2 separate regions of the Gossypium hirsutum genome follow, and region 2 is linked to region 1. A link is a contact called in public Hi-C data. All regions are on one chromosome and are shown on one strand. Each heading gives the region's core, a stretch centred on a gene start, on an enhancer-like site or on the middle of the called end of the contact. The rest is flanking DNA. Distances are from core to core; before and after follow the strand shown.

The links. A called contact is a pair of places that touch in the nucleus more often than the background predicts.
Region 2: a Hi-C map of leaf shows a contact between it and region 1, with 2.3 times the contacts expected there. The contact joins the promoter of LOC121221185 here to the enhancer-like site in region 1. A contact is called at or near these places in 4 of 34 Hi-C or Micro-C datasets (callus and leaf).

What each region holds. Positions count from the first base shown.
Region 1 is chrD09:13,560,835-13,566,289 of Gossypium_hirsutum_v2.1, forward strand. No RefSeq gene overlaps it. Among protein-coding and RNA genes, the nearest start is that of LOC121221466, 65 kb to the left of the region's middle. Within about 2 kb of position 1,512, at least 2 of the 9 cell types and tissues checked have an H3K27ac peak or open chromatin away from gene starts, as enhancers often do. A contact at or near this core is called in leaf, where this site is marked.
Region 2 is chrD09:13,837,026-13,842,241 of Gossypium_hirsutum_v2.1, forward strand. LOC121221185 (ACT domain-containing protein ACR6) reads left to right here and starts at 1,869. Exons shown (of 7, transcript XM_041101820.1): 1 at 1,869-2,162; 2 at 2,382-2,427; 3 at 2,509-2,623; 4 at 2,706-2,773; 5 at 2,860-3,465; 6 at 3,691-3,795; 7 at 3,903-4,513. The coding sequence starts at 2,116. The coding sequence ends at 4,250.

The DNA of each region.
Region 1 (5,455 bases), core at 262-2,761:
AATTCTGAATATCTTTAATATGCAGGCACATGGCCATCTAATAGAAGTATTGTGATTCCTGAATTGAGCTGATGGCTGTGGGTATTTGAATTCCAATTTGAAATTTTGATTTCAAATCCAAATATGTTTATTATTTAAATTAAAATTCAAGCATCTTCTTAATCCAAATTCGAGTTAAAAAGTTACCCATTAAATATCTCAAAGTCAAAATTTTAGAAAGTAAATTAAATTATGGATTAGAATATCCAAATTTAAGTTTATTATATGTAAAAAAATAAAATAGATTCAGATAATAAATATTCAAAAATTAATATTTGTATTCATTTTAAATTAATTGAACAGAATAATTCAAATATTTAAATTTAAATATTTTCTGAATCTTCAACCAACATATCAAATATCTACTAATTTGTACTATTTATTACTATCCTTATAACCTATCAGCTTCAGTGGGGATGAAAGAAAAAAAAATTACAAAGGCAGTGTAGCTGAGCAAAAATTCGATGAAGAAACAAAGTAAATCAAGAGGCATGTGAATTTTGTAACCAATAGCACATTTAACGCATGTTAGAGTACAGAGTCTTGTTTTGAATGCAAATAGATGTTATCAAATACAAAGACTATTCAAGTCGACTGAGTTTATTCGAGTTAGTATTGATATTGTTCTTAATCGAAAAAGATATAGATTAAGTGTACTGAAACACATTTATCTTTTTATTTAAAGTTAGAAAAAATTACGAGTAATTTTAAACATTTACATAAAAAATTTAAAAAAGGGTTTGTTTTATTTTTTTAAACCAAAGCAAAAATATGCTAAAAGAGGACATTTTAATTATTAAAAGAAGCTTCAAAGCTTCTTTTAATAATTAAAATGTCCTCTTTAAGCTTGAAACAGCTAAATTACATTACACCATATGTAATGTAGTGCAAATAGCTAATAAGTAATAAGGCCCTTGGAATTGATGGGAAAGTGCCTAAATTTTGGTGTGTGCTTATATAATTATCTCCCTTTGGTATTCAAATGGGAAAAAAGAAAAGGAAAAGCTTTGAAAAGGAAAGGACAAATGATTAAAACGAATACTAACAAAGAAAGATCCAAGCTTATCTCCTGGTGAGAAAAGAAAAAATCTTTAAAAATTAAATTTGGAAAACCCATAAACAAAAGCAAAGATCTTTTCCCATTTAATCAAATTGCTTGAATTCATGTGAGACTGGTTTTCAAAGAGCGGGGCCTCCCTTTGTCTCCATGATGGGAAGCACATGTGACAAGCCATGCAATCACCAACGTACACCTACCAACTCCAACCATAATTATCATCACAACACAAAGAATTGGTCTTCTCCACATCAAAGCAAAGGCTCTATGTAAGTTTTTATAAAGGGAAAGCAGTTGAAAAAGGAATAAATAAATTAATAAAGATATATATATGTTCTCATTACTTCAATGATTCATGCCAAACCCATCCTAAAGTTGCTTAATAATCAAGTTTGCAAGAATGATTAAAGAAAAAAAAAGGAGAAAAGTAAAGGATATATATGTCTGTGTGTATGGATATCCCCACTATGGTGACCAAGTATTGCATGGATTGTTCGTCCAATGAAAAGTCAAAGAGTATAGTGTACTTTTAATTAATGACCATTTCCCAAGTTTTTAATTTCCCATATAAACTGTATGTCATTATCATGGAGTGATTTAAGATAAAAAAAAAATACAAGTTAATCTCCATCATCTCCATCATCAGCTATTGTTGTTGATTTTCAATAGTAAAATCGTCTCAATAATCGTGCCAACCTGCCAACTTTTGAACTTCTTAAGTGGCAATTCTGTTGGCACTACCGCAAATCTCTTTAATTTAATTTAATTTTTTTAAAGATAAAAGTTTAAGATTTATATTAAGAGTTTTGAGTATCACAATTTTATAAAAAAAGATTAATTATTTTTAAAATTATATTAATAATAAATATACAAATTATAAGTGAAAAAAATTACTAAGGGTAAATCTTAAAAAAAAATGAATGGCTGGGATTTAACCATAAGTGTCAAAGTACTTGATAGACCAACCCTTAAGTAATATATGTATATATTCAGTTCATTCATATACATATATAGGGATTCATGAAATGGAAATTTTATGCATTGAGCTCATCGTCCACATAATGAATCCATTTTGGTCGATAAGAAACAAAAGTGGTTCGATTTTGTTGAACAAAAACAGAAATGTAATTTTTAGATTTGAATAATGATAACTGCATGATTTGAATAAACTTGTGAAATACATACTGGAAAAAGAAGGGAAAAAAGAAAGCTGAAGAGATGTAATTTTTGAGCAAGTAGTGCACCAAACTGACAAGAAACATGAAAGACAAGCAATCCCACAGCAAACTGAATTAAATTAAATAAAAAATTGTTTTTTAATTTTGGAATTAATTTAATGTAATTAAAAATATCTTTAGGCAATTCTACTCCAATAGCTTTTACCATTACACCAAACTGATATATAACTAGTTGAAAATTCTACTCCATATTTGATATTCATTGTTACAAGGTTTTTCTTTTATGGGATAACGAGTGAGGTAAGGATAATTTAAGGATTTAAAGATTATTTTTATCATTTTACTTGAGATTCATTACAACTATCAATATTTTAATAATATGAATAACTCTACAGCGGAGTTTTTATATTTTATAAGTAGGATTAAGGAATTGATAAATGTTTCGTAGAGTTATAATAAAATATTAAAAATAAATATTTAAAAAATATACGTGATATTTTTTAAGATTGCTTATGGAATTACATAGGATTCGGCCTTATCTTGTTTGTGTTTGTGTTGGTAAATTCTAGGCAAATGAGAAATTTGGGTGGCCAAACGTTTATGGATTCATCCATTGGTCCCAATGGAAAACAGTGAATTTTTTTCTTCAAATCAAACTCATATAAACATCAGCAATTATTATTTGTAATAAATAAAATAATAAATTGACAATTAGATAGAAGAAATCTCGAATCTATTTCCTAAGTGTTAAGGGATTGTAGAATGTTAAGTCTTGTTTAGGGAAAATTATTGGGACATCTTTGTCATTGGAGAAAATTTTCAAGGGAGTCCCTGTCTTTTTCTCAAGCTGTCATTGGAATGGCATCCACTCAATCTAAAGGATTTAATTACTTTGAGACAATCTTATCTTCTTCTTTTCCTGTTTTCTTTTTAAACTATCAGGCCCTTAGCATAAACATAGAATGCAACTACCCATGAAATATTTTTCAAACAAATTCTCTTTAATTTTCTCAATCACAAAGCTAAGAATAATATATTCTACAGGTGATAGATTCGTAGATTTCTTTCGATGGAGTTAAAGGCTATATTAGAAATATTTTTAAGGGAATCGAAATTAAAAATAAAATTTTTTAGAGATTAAAATGTCTTTTTATCATATATTAATTTATAATTTCATCAGTTTTTGAGAGACTAAACATAAATTTTTTTTTATTTTGAAAGTCAAATTATAATTTTACTATAGATTAATTTATAATATTATTTTTTTAAGGGGTTGAATTAAAAGTTTTAATTTCTAGTGGGACTCCCCATCACTCCTGGACGGAGTCGGTAGTAGAGGTGCTCATGGGCCGGGTGGCCCGGCCAAGCCCGACGGCCTGCCCGAAATATGGGAGGGTTCGGGTAAAAATATAGGCCCGAAATATGGGTTTGGGCAAAAAAAAGGCCCGTTTAGAAAACAGGCCGGGCCTCGGGCACCACTTTTTTGGCCCGGCCCGAATATAATAAATACCTATTATTATTATTTTTTAAATTTTAAAATATTTTTACAATATTTTTTATTTTTTTATTTTTAAAATAAATTTTTGGTGTTTACTAAAAAAGGGCCAGGTCGGGCCGGGCTTGGGCTTAGGCATTTTTTCCCGGCCGGGCCTAGACAAAATTTTAGGCCCATATTTCGTCCCGGGCCTAGGACGCGGGCTAAAATTTTTTCTCGGCCCGGCCCAACCCTTGAACACCTCTAGTCGGTAGTTATTGATGTTACTTAAGATTTTCCACTAATATTTTAATAAGGATTTGTTTGGAATATGTCTCATAAGTTGATTGTATTTGTTAATATAAATAAATCTTAATACATAATAATTTTATTACAATATCATTTCAAAAAATGGCATTCATAATTTTAATAATATAGTTTTATTTAAAAATATTAAAAATTAAATTTAATAACTAAAAATAAATATTTCATAAACAAAACTAATTATTTTAACTTTATAAAGTATAGAATCCAAAAATTTTAGAGAAATTTTGAACTAAAAAACAACAATCTCCTAACATTGCATTAGCCAATCCAATGGATCAAGCGGCAGTTTTCCTTGCTTCTATATTGACCATAAACCTTGACAATTTTTTTTTAACTAAAGTGATTTTTTTTCCATGTCATTAAACCAAAAAATTCCTATGATGCCTCTTTGGATCACTAAGAGCAATCTTGTAAAATAGTGTATTTGTAGCTTTATTCTTCAACTTATAAGCAATCCATCCATATTAATTCCTAAATTCTTTTTATTAAAACAGTTTTGTGTTTTATAATGTTACCACTGCTTGGATCCATTGGATAATTTAGTAATTCTCTCATAAAAAATTAACTTGAAGTAATTTATTTCAATTTCTAATTCACTTAAAGTCTTGTATATTTGTTGATTGTGTATTAATTTGATTGTCATGGGCATTATTGTTAATACAGGAGGACGTGGGTTCGAGTGCGCTGAAACATATTATCCTCCAATTTATGAATTGGGAAGAGGCTATGGGTAGATCTAGATATTGTATAAAAAAAACAGATATGATTAAAACCTATAATGAAATTATTCAAAAAAAAACTCCTCTACATTTTAGTCTTTTTGCTTTGTAACAATATTTTCAAATAATGATAAAATATTATTAACAAAATTTAAAAATTGAAACTATAATTAAATAGAGAAACTTTGTTTTTGTTTTGTTTTGTTTTTTTTTGAGAGGGATAGAAACTGTGATTTCAAATTTTAAAATAATAATCATTTTCTAATTTTATATAATTAACATTATAATTTTTATAATAAATATTTATTATTCAAATAGTTATTATTTTAATTCTTATTTTGATTTTCGTCTTTAACATTTAAAAAGAAATTCAATTCACCAATTGAGTCTTAGCTCGGCTAATATCAACATTGTTATCAAAGTAAGAACATGGATTTGAGTACTCTAGAATACATTTATCCTCTTATTTTAAGATTGAGGAGAAATTATGAATAGTTCGAGACATTATATAAAAAAACATTTTAACTCGTATAATTTAAATCTAATCGAATATACTTTAACCATTTACAACATTATTATAAAATTAATTAACTTTAATTTTTCAAAAAAACAAAAGACCTTTAACAATATATAAACAACATTACAATTGTTTAATTTTACA
Region 2 (5,216 bases), core at 619-3,118, 280 kb after region 1:
TCTCTGCATTTTTCATTCATTTTTAATGAGTATCCTAAAGATAACTATGGAGCTTGGTTAACTATTAATAATGAAATAATGGGTAAATTACACCATTAGTTGCTAAATTTTGTTCTGAGTTTTTGTTTTGGTTACTCAATTAAAAATTACAAATTGATCATTGAACTATTCAAAAGATTTCATTTAATTCATTGAACTAGTCAAAAAAATATTTATCTAAGTCACTGGGTAATTAAGTTCTTTAAGGAAAGAGTTTCGCTAGCGAGTTCCAAGTGACAATTCAATGACCGGTACAGTGAATCAGTACCCATTGACAAGTAGAAGAACATACATTAGATCCAAGTCGATCTAACGGTCAATGTTGGAGATTGAGAAAAGACTTGTTTGAAATTTGGTTCGCAGATGAGTGACGTCTAAAGTTGTTTCATGAAAAAGAACTGAGCTATAGAAGAAAATGGGAAAGAAAGTTTTCGATTGGTGCAAACAATGCAAATAGAGAAAGCCATATAATATCAATTTTAACAGTCTGATGACTTTAATGAAAACTTTTGAATAATTCAATGATCAAATTATAATTTCTTTTAGTTTAGTGGCCAAAATGAAAACTTATACATAGTTTAGTGACCAATGGTTTAGTTTATCTTAAAATTATCAAAATTTAAGATGAATGGACAAATTATCTTATTAAGTTTATTTGGTTGGAATATAAGTTATGTTGTTTGGTTGGTGGAATATAAGATTGCATAAAAGCATATAATAAATATGCTATAACCCCTCCCCAGCCCATAAATAAGAGGATAATGTGTTTCATCGCATTCGAACCCACATCCTCCTGTGTTGACAACAATAGCAATGTCAATCGAGTTAAAACTCAATTAATATAAAATTTATCTTTTTATTGATGAAAGTTGAAAGTTATAATATTTTATTTTATTAATAAATACATTTATGTAATAAATTAATTTCATATTTTTTCCTAAAATAAATAAATTAAAATTGAAGAAGATAATAACATATAATAACATACTAAAGGTTCTCTTTTCATCAAAGTGAGAGAGAAAAAATGAAAAACAACACATTTTTTTTTACTAAAAATGCATTTGTTATAATCTAAGGATAAATTTAATCAAAATAATAAAAAATTGGAAAAATTTTGTTTTAGTAATATTTAATGGTCTTTTGTTTTAATTTTTTCTTTTATTTTGCTTCTAATATATATATATTATAAGCATATTTTTAGAAGTTAATTGCATTATACATCTCTAAATTATAACTTGTATTTTAAAGTGATTTTCAAATTTTAAAATATTCTAGTTATATCCCTAAACTATCAAAGTTATATCAATAAGATGTTTACGTTATTAAAATTATTAATTTAATTATTAAATAAGATGTCAAATCTTATGGTATAATTTAAAATGAAAATTTTAAAGAAAAATGAAAATTATAAAAAAGGATGCTGTAAAAATATTGATTTTGAAATTTTTGAAGCTCTTTATATTATTAATACATTAATATAAATAACATCACTACCAAAATAGAGAAAACAAAGGTTGCTTAAAACACTGAGACTAATATAAAATAATATGAAGATGAAGAAGAAAATGCCGCCGAAAACACGGGAAAAAAATCTCCGACCAAACTGTAATCACCACCTGCTTGTCACACTCCCTATTGTGATCACCACAGTTAAATACTAGATAAATAAAAAAGGTCAAAAGTACAACATTCGTCAACACGCACGAGCCTGACCACGGGCAGCAATAACGACTTTCCAACCAATCATTTATTTACACGTCCCCAATATATTACATTTTCGGACACTCTTCTTCTAATTTATTTTTAAGCTTTCAATTATTATGTAGTCCTACTATTTTTATTTTCCTAACTCGTGCTTTCCTTGAATATTGGTTTCGGAAGACCTATTTTTATTTTTATTTATTTTCAATTTTGTACAGTATCATACAAAAAGAATAATAAAAGTTGCCCTTTTGGAAATTCTGAGTTCTGGGATTTCTGAGCTAATCAATTTCTTTTTTGAAAAAGTTTGGTTTTCTTCTTTGGTGCTTGTGGTTTTTCAGCTTGGAGAAATTTGGTTTTCTTTTTTCTTGAGAAATGGATGATGAATATGCTAAGCTTATCAGAAGGGTAAACCAACCCAGGTAATTTTTTCTCCTTTTTTTCTTTGAGAGATTTTCGTTTGAATTTATTGGTTAGATTTTTTGAGTTCTTTTCCCCCCCTGCTGTTTTGGATGAAGAAATTGAAGAAGATTAGAGTTTGTTCATATATTTTTTCATAAAAAACTGAAGCAAATTTGGCATGTCGTATTCTTGTCTCTTTATTGCTTTTAATTTGAGATGTATGGTTTTTGTTGTTGCAGAGTGGTGATTGACAATAATGCTTGTGAGGATGCCACAGTTATCCAGGTAAAAAGCTTAATTAGCTTGAATTATGATATGTGGGTAACCAGTTCCTTATATTTGGATATTGGGGAACTTTCTCTTCAGGTTGACAGTGTCAACAAACATGGGATTCTCCTGGAAGTAGTTCAAGTGCTTACTGATATGAATCTTACAATAAGAAAAGCATACATAGCATCTGATGGAGGATGGTTTATGGATGGTAAAACTTTTCCCTTAAAAACACTCTTCAATTTATACTCAACATACACTGATTTCTTTTAGTATTGTTGCTCATGTTTCAGTTTTCAATGTTGTTGACAATGATGGCAACAAAATCAGAGATAAAGAAATTATTGACTATATTCAAAGGGTAAGAAATAAGAACCTACCTCATGTTACTCTTTTGGCCTTACAGATTTTTAACTATTTTTCACCTTAAATTTTAATTTTTTACAGAGAATCGAAACTAGTGCGGGCTTTGTACCATCACGGAGAGGCTCCGTAGGTGTAATGCCATCAGAAGAGCATACATCAATTGAACTTGCAGGGACTGATAGGCCTGGTTTATTATCTGAAGTATGTGCAGTCCTGGCGGACCTGCGTTGCAACGTTGTAAATGCCGAGATTTGGACCCATAACACCCGTGCTGCAGCTGTAGTTCATGTGACAGATGATTCGACAGGCTGCGCAATCACCGACCCAAAACGTCTCTTGATGATAAAGGACTTGCTTTGCAATGTTCTCAAAGGAAATGATGACTTGAAAACAGCAAAAACAATGCTTTCAGCTCCCGGTGTCATGCATAGGGAGCGAAGGTTGCATCAAATCATGTTTGCAGATAGGGACTACGAAAGGGTGGAAAAAACTGGAGTCAGGGCAGTCGAAGAGAGGAGCTCGAGACCCCAAGTTAATCTGTTGAATATTGAGAAAGATTACACTGTTATTACCATGAGGGCAAAAGATAGGCCAAAACTACTGTTTGATATTATCTGCACTCTTACAGATATGCAATATGTTGTTTTTCATGGAATGGTCAACACAACGAGGATGGACGCTAATCAGGTGAGATAGTTCTTTTACCATTTTAATGTGATGGCAGTCCTATCAGCCACTGATATATATATATATTGATCAACTTGCTGATGCAATATTGAAGCAATTGGTGTAAGATGAAGCTGACATTGTAATCCATTTTGTGTTGGAATTCTACTCAGTTGAGCACAAGTTGATATGCTTAGAATTGTAGATTCGACAGTGTTAATGGCATCAGCTTTTTTGTCTTTGTAGGAATTTTATATCCGACATGTAGACGGGCTCCCGATCAGTTCAGAAGCAGAGTGTGTCCGTGTTATACAATGTCTTGAAGCAGCCATCGAGAGGAGAGCATCTGAGGTATAGGAAACCATCTCCCTGTCACCTTACACAAGAAGAAACTTTTGATTATGACAATCTGAACATAGTGTCCTTGATGTTATACCCTGCAACATTTCATGGTACAGGGGCTGGAGCTAGAATTGTGCACAGAAGACAGGCTTGGACTACTGTCCGATATTACCCGGATTTTCCGGGAAAACAGCTTGTGTATCAAGAGAGCATTAATCTCGACGAAAGGTGGTAAGGCCAAGGACACCTTCTATGTCACAGATATGACTGGAAATCCGGTCGATCCCAAGATTATTGATTCAATCTGTCGACAGATAGGCCGGAGTGCACTGCAGGTGAAACATAATAGATCAAGTCTTGCACCAAAACCACCTCATCAAGAGACAACAATGAGTTATTTGTTCGGGAACTTGTTCAAAGCACGTACTTTTCAGAATTTCAAGCTAATCAGATCTTACTCATGATTTCTATCCCTGTATAGTCTTCCTCTATTGGATGAAGATATGAAGTCAAAAGATATAGATGGGGAGCAAGACAAGTCTCCCTTTCATAGTTACCAATATACTGATACAGTGAAAGTTACTGGTGGTGGTTGTGTATCTTTCATTATATCACTTGTAAGTAACATCTGTACAAAATGAACGTTTGCATGGATTGCTCATAAGATGCAAGTTTGTATAGAAAGTAGACTAGGTGAATAAGAAAAACAAAGTAAGTTTCTTCTGGATCTTATTGTGTACATTAATTAAGTGTTGTTTTTATTTTTGTACCCTTGAAATGATTTCAGGGGAAAAACACATAATAAAATTTGATTTTACAAATTTGCATTAAGTTGTCCCAAGCAAGGAGAATGAATGCACAATCTCAAATTTGGGTGCTCTCAGTTAGGACAACTTATTTAGGGTTTTTAATGAAGAAGGAAGAAAAGGATTGAAAAGAAAGGAAATATGGAAGGAAGTAAAGGTAAAAAATTACATTGGTATTATTTAAATACTATAATTTTATTTTTAAAAAAAAGAAATTTATTATATATTTATATTATTTTTTTATAGTTTTATAATTTGTATTATGTAAATTGACTAAGTTCATTTATCATATTGTATTTTGAATTTTTTCATATTGCGTTTGTATAAAGTTTGAATTTAACTAATATTTTGTATAGTTTACAATAGTCTTCAATTTAGAAAAAAAAAATTCTGTTCATTTTGTTTTTAATTTTTTTATATATATTTGCACAATTTTATCACGGGGACTGATTTTGAAACGAAAATTGTATGTTTCAATCATTATAAATTTATAAAAAATAATATTACACATTAATAACTAATAATTAAATTTTTACATATTGATATATTTTTGTCTTGTTCAATTCACTTTCTTATGTGTATCATGTTTTAATATTTTTCATATTATTTTTATGTTATATCTCA